Linked DNA regions of Oryctolagus cuniculus: region 2 is linked to region 1. A link is a contact called in public Micro-C data. All regions are on one chromosome and are shown on one strand. Each heading gives the region's core, a stretch centred on a gene start, on an enhancer-like site or on the middle of the called end of the contact. The rest is flanking DNA. Distances are from core to core; before and after follow the strand shown. Region 1 has its middle 57 kb from the start of STK24. Region 2 holds the start of STK24 (serine/threonine kinase 24).

Region 1 (4,775 bases), core at 804-3,303:
GGAAGAAGCGAATGGTTGACCTCATCCCTCTGCCGCTCTCAAGAGGACAGTGTTGCCTCCTGACATTTCAGAGCTGCGCGCAGCCCAGAGCTCATTGGTTCTCTCCTGGCTCTGCCGCAGCCGAGCTGTGTCGCGGGGCAGGCTCCTGAACCGCGGCCGCTCACCGTCCTCTGAAAGGTCGGGGAATCGTGGCACCCACCCCAGGGGTTTCCGTGAGATCGGATGACAGGCCAGGCGCCACACTCAGGCACCGCTGGGTGGACAGTGCTCAGTGATGGCAGCGATGATTAAATTTAGACTTCACGACGTCCTCAGGGTCTCCGCTAATAGCCCGCGTGCCCGAAGTCTCGGTGTCAGGGCCCCTCTCTCCTCCCCCACTGCGGAGGGCCTGCCTTGAGTTAACATCTCTCACCTGCGCTGTTCCATGGTGGCCTATCTCCGTCTCCGTCTCCGGGCTCTTCTCCATCTGACTCATCTTGCGTCCTGTTCATTTTTAACTTGTATGTGTCGTTTCTATTTTAATTTCCTTAAGACTTTATTTATTATTGGAAAAGAAGGTGGGGGGAGGGAGGTCTTCCATCCACTGGTCTACTCCCCAGTTGGCCGCAACGGCCGGAGCTGTGCCGATCCAAAACCAGAAGCCACGAGCCAGGAGCTTCTTTGGGGTCTCCTATGCGGGTGCAGGGGCCCAAGGACTCGGGCCATCTTCCACTGCTTTCCCAGGCCATAGCAGAGAGCTGGATCGGAAGTAGAACAGCTGGGACTGGAACCGGTACCCATATGGGATGCTGGTGCCACAGGCAACAGCTTTACTTGTTACACCACAGCGCCGGCCCTTTCATTTGTTTTTAATTATAAAAGTAAAATCCTTTTTTTTTTTTTTCTGTAAAGGCAACACAGTAGTGGTGGAAATGGTGGGAGAAGAAAACTCCCTCCGTAACCCCTTTAATCTGGCACAGCAGGTCCGTCCAATGTTCTGGGTTCTTTACGGGAGGGCCCGCCTCCTGTAGAGTGTGGAGGAACCCCTGGGCTGGAGCCCCACGTGTCCCCACGTGTCCTGCGGCTGCAGATCTGTGGCAGCATCGTCGCTGAGGGATGTTCCTGGACGAGGCTGTGGCGGTGGCTTTGTGTGCACCCGGGCCCAGGTCCCCGAGTCATTAGCCCATCGGCGTCTTTCCTAGTCGCCGCGCGAGCTCTGTAACTGTAGCGTGGCCTGCGCTGCGTTTCCATACATCTTGGTATTCGCTTGTCCCATATGGGGGTTGGGGGCAGTATTCTCCTGGCCTAACCAGCTCAGACTCTTTGTTTAGTTTTGTTGATATCAGATCAGGGCCTGGGATCTGGAGGAAGAAATAGAACCTTCCACTGAGCAACACGGTCATTTCTTTCCCTCCAACGGGATCTTTCCCTTGAAAGCAGCACGGCCCCTCATCCCATGGCCATGGCAGGCTCCAGCTCTGCTTCTAGAAGGCTTCTCATGACGCTCCCTCCAGGGGGAACGGCCCCTCTCCCGGGGCAGGACTCGACACGCCCAGAGGTGGACTTACACGTTCACACCAACATGTACGTTAGCAGCTCAGGAGAGCACCGTGCCCTTGCAAAATCCCTCTGACCTCAGGAGTACACCGTGAGCGCGTGATGAGAGTGGAGGAAGCCAGGTGCTGCGACACAGACGAGGACGGCTGCTAAGCCATGATCGCCTAATCGCTTCTCCTTGGCCGCTATCGAGAGGCAGCTGTTATTTCTACCCTCTCCATGAGCCCTCCCCCGGCTTCCGGGGTCTCCGGGCAATTCCTTTCTCTTCAGCTTTCCCCCTACTGTGCTCCAAGCCGCCTCGGAGCAGGCCATCGCCCACGGACATGTCGCTCCATCCCCTTCCTTCGGGTGGAGTTGGTGCTGAGTTCTGCTGTACTTCCTCGTTGTGACTTGACCGCCTGTGATCATTCCTGGTGACTTAGGCCCTCTGCCTGCTTCGCCTCGCCTCCCCCTAGCCTTTGGCCTCCCCGCCTAGAATGCGATTTGGACACACTCTGCGGCCAGGGAGCGTGAGGAACTGGTTTTGCAGGAAGCCTGCTGCAGAGAGGAGGGAGGGGTTGGCACATGGGTCTTGCGAGAGCAGGAATGCATGTCACAGCACGTTCGGGGACAAAGGCCAGCTCCCTGGGTGGGGCAGACTGCGGTGGGGTCAGTCTTCCTCTGGGCTTGTGGGCACTCCTCTTCTCCATAAGCAGCAGCCGCCCCAGGGCCTGGGGTAAGAAACCTCCACCCTGGCTTTGCTATCTCTAGAGTGGGGTTTCTCAACCTTGGCGTGTTGACATGGGGCTGCGTGATCCCTTGCTGGCAGGGCGGGCGCTGTCCTGAGCCCTGTAGGTTGTTTAACAACACCCCTGGCCTCTCCCCACCAAACGCCATGATCAGAAACTGGCTGGGTTTCTGAGCACCCAAAATACCTCCAGACACTGAAAAATGCCCCTTGGACGGTGGGGGCGGGGGGTTGCGGGCCACCTTGTTCATGACCTAGAGCTGAGGGTCCGAGGACTGCCCTTTCAGAGAGTGGGGGCGGGGAGGCACAATTCTCCGATTCCCAGTGGGTGCAGAGAGACAGGTGGGGTGAAAGACAGGGCGGGTGAGAAACAGGTGGGTGAAGCGTGGGAACGCGCAGGACTATCCCAGCCCCCTGGCCTTTGCATCGGAAAAGGATGTTTGTACAGCAAATTATTAACTCTGCTACGTGCAGAAATGTGCACATTGGTAGCTTCTGGCCAATTTCAGAGACCCCTGAAGGAGCCTTGTATCTACTGTTTATTTATTCCATCTCCAATGAAACAGGGCTTCCAAGAACAAGACTGTACACAGCTTTTCACGGCTTTCAGGGCAAAGTTCTCAAAGGGACAGTCACCAGCAGCACTTTACAAAGTGTCTTTGCCCCTGTGGGCGATGTTACTGGAAGGGAAATAAAAACTCTATTCGTGGCCTCCTCCCGCCCACCCACTCAATGGAGCAGTTTTCGTTGGCCACACAAACACAAGGTGTCCTGACACACAAAACGCTGGAGTAGACCCAGCCTCAAGGTCTCAAGTTCGGTGAAGATTTGCAGGGTAGCGCGAGCCCAAGGGGCTCTTTCCGTGTGTGAGAATATTTTGCAGGGGAAGGCGAACAAAGCTCCCACCCACGGCCACGGTTGGTTCAGCTGTGGCCTCGTAATTTAGTAGAGGGCCTTGGGGAGACAGTTTCAGTTTTGATTCCTCAGGTTGGTCTACAGCACTCGCTCCCCTTAACAACCGAACTTTCAACAAGATGTGACCTTTGGTACTGGCCAATGTCCTCACTCAACAGATAAGCTAGCTGTGGCCCAGAGAAGTTGACTTGGCTGCTAAGGCAACGTGCAGTGTAGAGGCCAGGGCTGGGAGGAAACCCCAGGCCTCCTGGTTTCTGGAAGCAGGCGGTGGCTCCACAGAGCTCACTGAGGGCAAGATGAGTCCATGAAACACCAGTACTGCGAGGGGAGGGCCAGAGCCCATGTACCCCGAACTTGTGTGTTAGAAACTTCTCCAGACGCAGACGTTGTAGGTGGATGGAGGTGAGTAGGGTCAGATGAGCCCATGGCAGTGGGATCCCCAGGATGGGATTTAAAAGAAGAGGAAGGACGAGCAGAGAGAGGACCCGTTCCCCCTCCTTCCCTCCCTTCGTAACCTGGTGCCGTCGGCCATGTTGCGAAGCAGCCAGGAGGCCCTCCCCAGATCCCAGCCCCTGGAACTGTGGGAAGTAGAATCCTTCTCACAAATGACTCAGTCTTGGTCCTTCTGTCCCAGAAGCAGGAAATAGCCAAGCCGGGAACCTGGGTCGGAGCCGATCCTCTCGAGGAATTTTAATTACATTTCCAGCGCTGTAAAGGTTAGGACTCTAGGTCCGTGACATTTAGTAGAAAGTGATTTGGGCCAAAAAGGAAGAAAATTTGGGTTGGATCTCATCTTTACCATTTATGAGCACTGAGACCCTCAAAGCCTGGCTTAACCATGTCCCCGGCTGGATCTATTCCAGGTTCTCCTTTCTGCACGAAAGAACTTAGAGCAGAGACTTGTAGTATAAGAAGGAGAGCAGGATTTATTTAAGGAGATTAAAGAGAAAGTACGCATTCAGACAAAGGCAGGCAGCCAGGTGAGGAGAGGAAACACTATGAGGGGAATCGCCCCCACCCCCAGTTTGGCTGCCCCTTTATTGGGTAGGGTTGGAACCGAATTGCATACAAAACGAGGTGGAACTTGAGTGGTGTTCAGTGCTGTGAGTATCCCTGGGGAGGTTTTCACAGTGTCTGCTGGTGGAGCCCAGCATCCATGTGTTCATTCTGGCCCCGTCTTCATGGTGGAGGAGGCACAGGTGCATTGTGGGAAAGGCAGGGCTAAGACACAGAGACTGCTGGAAATCTCTCACCTGCCTGGCCGTCACCAGCTCATCCAAGGTCACACTGAGGTTCAGTGGTGGTCCTGTCCCCACAGCCCATCTTCTTCTTACTGTTTTTTTTTTGTTTTTTTTTTGTTTTTTTTTGTAACGACAAATGTCTGGAAACAAATAGCCGGTGGTAGGGTTTGATTTGAATTTTTGGATGTAATATTTCCAGCTATTAAAAAACTGTTGTTTTTCTTCATTTTTAATAAAATGCTTAGTAGGCTTTTCTTCCTAATCAAGCTTAGAGGCACATAAGTAGCAGGAGAGGATCTGTGTGCCCAAAATAATTAGGCATAAATCTGACAAAATACTGGAAACCATAACATTTC
Region 2 (4,807 bases), core at 796-3,295, 58 kb after region 1:
GACACCCAGTTGGTGGGTCTTTGTTACAGCTGCCCTAGCAAGCAAGGTACAACCAAAGGCTGACTGAGAGTGAGGTCTCCAAGAGAGCCTGTCCTCTGAGCTCTGCACTCACAGAACAAAACCCTGTTGTCACCATTTCTCAATGTGCTGGGAAATCCCCCTAGGCCTTTAAACTGTATTTTCTTGCTGTCATGTCATCCGATGATTCTTGATGTACTTCTTTATGCTGATGTTAATAATTTGTCTTCACCTATTGAACATGTGTAGAAATTCTTCAAGCCTTCTGTTACTTATCTGAGCTACTCATATTTCTCCTTTTAAAGTTCACCATGCAAGTCCCTTTCTTTAATCTGCAAATTTAAATTGCAAATGTGCTACTTGTCTAGCTGTTCTTTATCAAGTGGCATTTGGGGGTGTTTATCTTTTCAACTCAGAGCCAGAGAAGTGAAGGGATTGATTGTTGAAGTCTTGTTTTCTGCTGCAAGCTTTGAGCTCAGCTGAGACTAGCAACTGGCTTAGGGGAAGTCAATCCACAGGGGCTCTCTGGTTGGAGGGGCTCCATGTAGGGACATGGAAATGTCTTTTGTGGTCCAGAATACATGTCAGAGCACAACTCTTTACCCAACTCATGTCCTGTAAGTGAACACAAAAGACAAAGAGGGCCAGGGGATGAAAACAATAGGTTAGTATCTCCATGGAGACAAGAGAACATATAATCTCTATGGAGACCCTCAAATTCTTTTTGGAATTACAGTAGTAAATGATCTGTTGTAATTATTTATTAGGGGTGGAGGGAGAGTGATGAGAGGAAAAGTGTGAGAGGATGGTCCTTTTCTTTCCTTGGTAGAAGTGATTTTTTTTTTTTAAAGATTTATTTATTTATTTGAAAGGCAGAGTTACAGAGAGGCAGAGGCAGAGAGGGCAAGCAAGTGAAGACTTCCATCTGCTGGTTTACTCCCTAAGTGGCTGCAATGGCAGGAGCTGGGCCCATCCAAAGCCAGGAGTTTCCTCTGGATCTCCCACGTGGGTGCAGGGGCCCAAGGACTTGGGCCATCCTCTACTGCTTTCCCAGGCCATAGCATAGCAGAGACCTAGATTGGAAGTGGAGCAGCCGGGACCCAAACCAGCTTTACTGCTTCCTACAGCGCCGGCCCTGGAAGTGACCCTGTTGTCACTCTACGTGCCATCAATTATGGTACTGTAAACTTCCAAAGTTAGGATAGTGAGACTAGATTTCCAGGATGGGATCACAAGCACCTGGGGATCTAGTCCTGTTTAGATGCCCTATGCTGAACTGATGTCTGAATGCAACAAGTGCACAAAAAAGTGTAATGGGAGTCGGGGGGGGGGGGGAGGGTGGGATGGTGGGAAGAATCAGTATATTCCTAAAGTTGTGCTTATAAAATGTGTACTCAATGAATAAAGGGTGTCTTTTGGAAAAAAAAATAAAGTGTAATGATCGAATGCAAAACCGCACAGAACTGTTCCTGACTCAGGCCTTGTCAATCATCAGTGTTCTGGGAAGACAAAGCAGCCAGAGACCTACAGTTCTGTAAACACTGGTTGATGCCTGCATAGGACTGAGAAGAACTTGTTACTTCTATGAGCATTCTTCTTGTTCAGTGAGAATGGAACTCAATGGTCAAAGAAGAAAAACTGAGATAAACAGAGAACAGGAGATAGATCAGCTAAAGGATGCAAGTCTCAGACCATGTCCAGATAAGCCACATCCACTGGGAACCCGTATGTTCCTAGTCTCACTAGCCCTGGTATACAAATATTATTCTGATTATTTTTTATATCTGGAATATTATGGTCCAGTGTCTTCTACCCCTCATTTCACATCCTCACAATTTCTGAGCATTTCCCATGGTATTGCTTCAGATCAGTGCTCTGATGTTACTGTCCATTTGTATCTCAGCACGATGGTCTCCTCTGGCTCTGATTAGTGACCAGAAAAATCATCTTTAATTCCAGACAGCTAAATTTTGGTGCATATACTTCTAGGTTTTTCTCTACTAATACACACACACACACACACACGTTTCTAAAATTAATTTATATGCAGTAGCTTGAAATCAAACTACACAAAGGGCCTTTTAAAAAGTTTACAATGTGTATTATGAAAAACCAGCATGGATTTCAAAACCTTATGCAACATACAAATACCCCTTAATTCCATTTTTCATGAACTTTCTGAAGTGCCTGTGCATTGTTTTGGTTCCTACGTTTTCTTCAGTGAGTACGTAACGAAAACACTGTTTACTGCATCTGTTAGGGTTTTCCACGGTAGATTCCCCAGGATTCTAAATGCCACTTCGCTGCAGCTTTCGATACGTTCTAGTCATTTCCTCAGGCTGTGTCACTTTGGGTGGAATTCCCAGGCTGAACACGACGGGCCCTCGAAGAGTGCACGTTCCTTCTGGTTTGGCTCTTCTCCCGAGGTACGTTTCTTAGCGGTACAGAATTTAGGTAAGCTCGTAAGCGGCTGCTTTTCTGCCTTGTATTTGTCACATCCTCCCCAGAGTCACCGCCCCGGCTTCTCTGTAAGTGAGCAGTGTCCCTGTGACAGCCAGGAAGGCGGCCTGAGGTCTCCCGGGGCTCCCAGCACAAGCAGGGGTGCGGTGCTGCGACACCTCGGACTCTGCTTACCGCGTCCTGCGGCCTCTGGGGGCTCGCTGTGGCCGCCTCACCTCGCACAGCCAGCGGGCAGAACGGGCACTCCCGGCCCGGAGAGGCGCGGGGCAAAGTCCGCACGCCGCTTCCTCCGGCTCGGCGGGCGGCCCGCAGGCCCTCCCCGCTCGCTCCTCGCAGCCGCGCTGCCGGCACCGCGTTCAGTCAGCAAACGCCCGGCATACAGTCGCCGCCCCGGCCTCCGGGCGGTCGGAAACTTCCTCACACGCCGCAGAAGCTCCGCCGCGGCCTGCGGGAGCAGCCCCGGGCCCAGCCCCCGTCTAGGAAGGCCGCCCGGGGCGCGGGCACAGTGCAGCGGCGGCCGGGCGGCCCGGGATCGCCTCAGCGCCCGAGCCGGCTCGCGGGGCTCCGACCCGCTCGCGCCCCGGCGGACGCCCTCGCGGCGCGGCACCGCCCCCCGGGGGGCGTGGGAGCGCGCGCGGGAGCCGCTGGGATGCAGGCCCGGCCGGCAGGCGGCGGCGCGGCGCCTGCGGCCTAGGGCGCCCGGGCGGCCGCCGGGCCTCCTCCTCTTCCTCCCTCTCCCCTCCTCCGCCTCCCGGAAGCGCGGGGCGGGGTCCCCGGCCGGGCCGCGGGGGCGGGCGCGGGGGCCGGGCCGGGGCGGGGCGCTCTCGGCGCTCGCGGGCTCCGCCGGTGGTGCGCGCCCACTCCGGGTCCAGGCGGCGAGTACGTGCGGGCCCAGGCCGCCCGGCTCCCGCCGAGAAGCAGCGGCGGCAGCGGCGGCGGCTCGCGCTCGGCCCCCCGCGCCCCGTGTGGGCGCCGTGCATGGAGACGCGGCCCGGCGCCCGTCGCTGAGCTCCGCCGGCTGCCGGGACCCGCCGGGGCTGGGGTGGCCTCGGGATCCGGCGCGGCCCGCGGGCCTGGTCGCCCGCGCGGATCGCCGCGGCCCGGCCGTCCCGTCCCAGGAAGTGGACGTCCTGCGCGCCATGGCTCACTCCCCGGTGCAGTCGGGCCTGCCCGGCATGCAGGTAGGCAGCCGCGGGCCTCAGGGACTGGGGATGCGGGGCTGGGGCGGAAGCGGGCAACTTGGCGGTGTAAACAGGGCCCCCCCCCCCCAGGCTCTCCCTTCCGGGGTCGCGTCGGCCGGGGTTCGGGCCCTACTCCCGGGGCTGCTCGCGGGCCGCGGCGGCCGGGTGTGGATGTGTGGCGGGGCGCGCGGGGTGGGGGGTGCACCGAGGCCTGGGTGCGGATGTGGGGCACCGGCGCCTGGCCCCCAAGTCCTGAGCAGTGCAGGGCCTGCGGCGGCCCCGCGCCGGGGGAGACGGGAGGGGAAGACGTGCCCTTGGAGGCCCCGGGCGGCGCGGGGGCGGTGGAGGCCCCCCGGGCCCGCGCGGGGCTCGGCTCCTCGGGCGGCGGGCGGAGGGAGGGGCGCCGGCGCGCGGACAGGGCGCGGTGCGGGAAGGTGCGGGCCCCCGGCCTGGCGCAGGCCCCTGGCCCGGCGCTGGAGTTCCACTTGGCGACTTGGTGGGATTTAGAGGAGTTCCGCGCCGTGGACCTGGCTGTTGGTGCTTTGTGGCTGCTTGGCCTAGCGGTCCCCTTTTTTGGGGGGTGAAGTGGGGGGAGGCGTTGGATTTTCGATGGTCGCGAACGCCTTCCAAGTTTTTCCTCCGTAGGTGACTATGTTTCTAGCTCTTGGAAAAAAAAAAAGTGAAACCCCCATCGCGAGCCAACTTGTCATGTCCGTGAGCACGTCGGTAAAGGGTGGCGGCGCGATGCGGGTTCCAGCCTCGCGTTGCTGTGCAGTGTGCCCCTGAAGTTTTGTTTTTTCCCGGACAGCCCAGCCGGGCGGGAGAACGCACGAGCTTCCGGAGATCGGCCAAAAAAAAAAAAAAAAAAAAAGATTTTTTGTTATTTTGTAGACATGGAGGGGAGGGCTGAGGATCGCCCCTGGACCTCTGCTCCTCCTCCATTGGAAACCATCCCCCTGTCCCCCGAAAACCATAGCAAGAAAGCCTGATTTCATTGTTCAGGTTTGAAATCTAGCAAAATAGGAGCTCAGTGTCACCACTTCAGTGGTAGCCAGAATTTCAGGCAATTTTTTTTTTTTAGGAGTAACAAACTATCTTAGGATGGGCGGGTGCCAGAGTGTGTTTTTTGAATCTCATTGAGAGCTCTT

The links. Hi-C and Micro-C count contacts between places; a contact is called where the count stands out from the background.
Region 2: a Micro-C map of ear pinna shows a contact between it and region 1, with 4 times the contacts expected there. The contact joins the promoter of STK24 here to the enhancer-like site in region 1. A contact is called at or near these places in 4 of 6 Hi-C or Micro-C datasets (ear pinna, liver, psoas muscle and 1 more).

Annotation. Positions count from the first base shown.
Region 1 is chr9:13,938,263-13,943,037 of mOryCun1.1, forward strand. No RefSeq gene overlaps it. Among named protein-coding and RNA genes, the nearest start is that of STK24, 57 kb to the right of the region's middle. Within about 2 kb of position 2,054, at least 2 of the 8 cell types and tissues checked have an H3K27ac peak or open chromatin away from gene starts, as enhancers often do. A contact at or near this core is called in ear pinna, where this site is marked.
Region 2 is chr9:13,995,906-14,000,712 of mOryCun1.1, forward strand. It overlaps STK24 (serine/threonine kinase 24), which reads left to right and starts at 2,046. Exons shown (of 11, transcript XM_051850520.2): 1 at 2,046-2,444. The coding sequence starts at 2,136.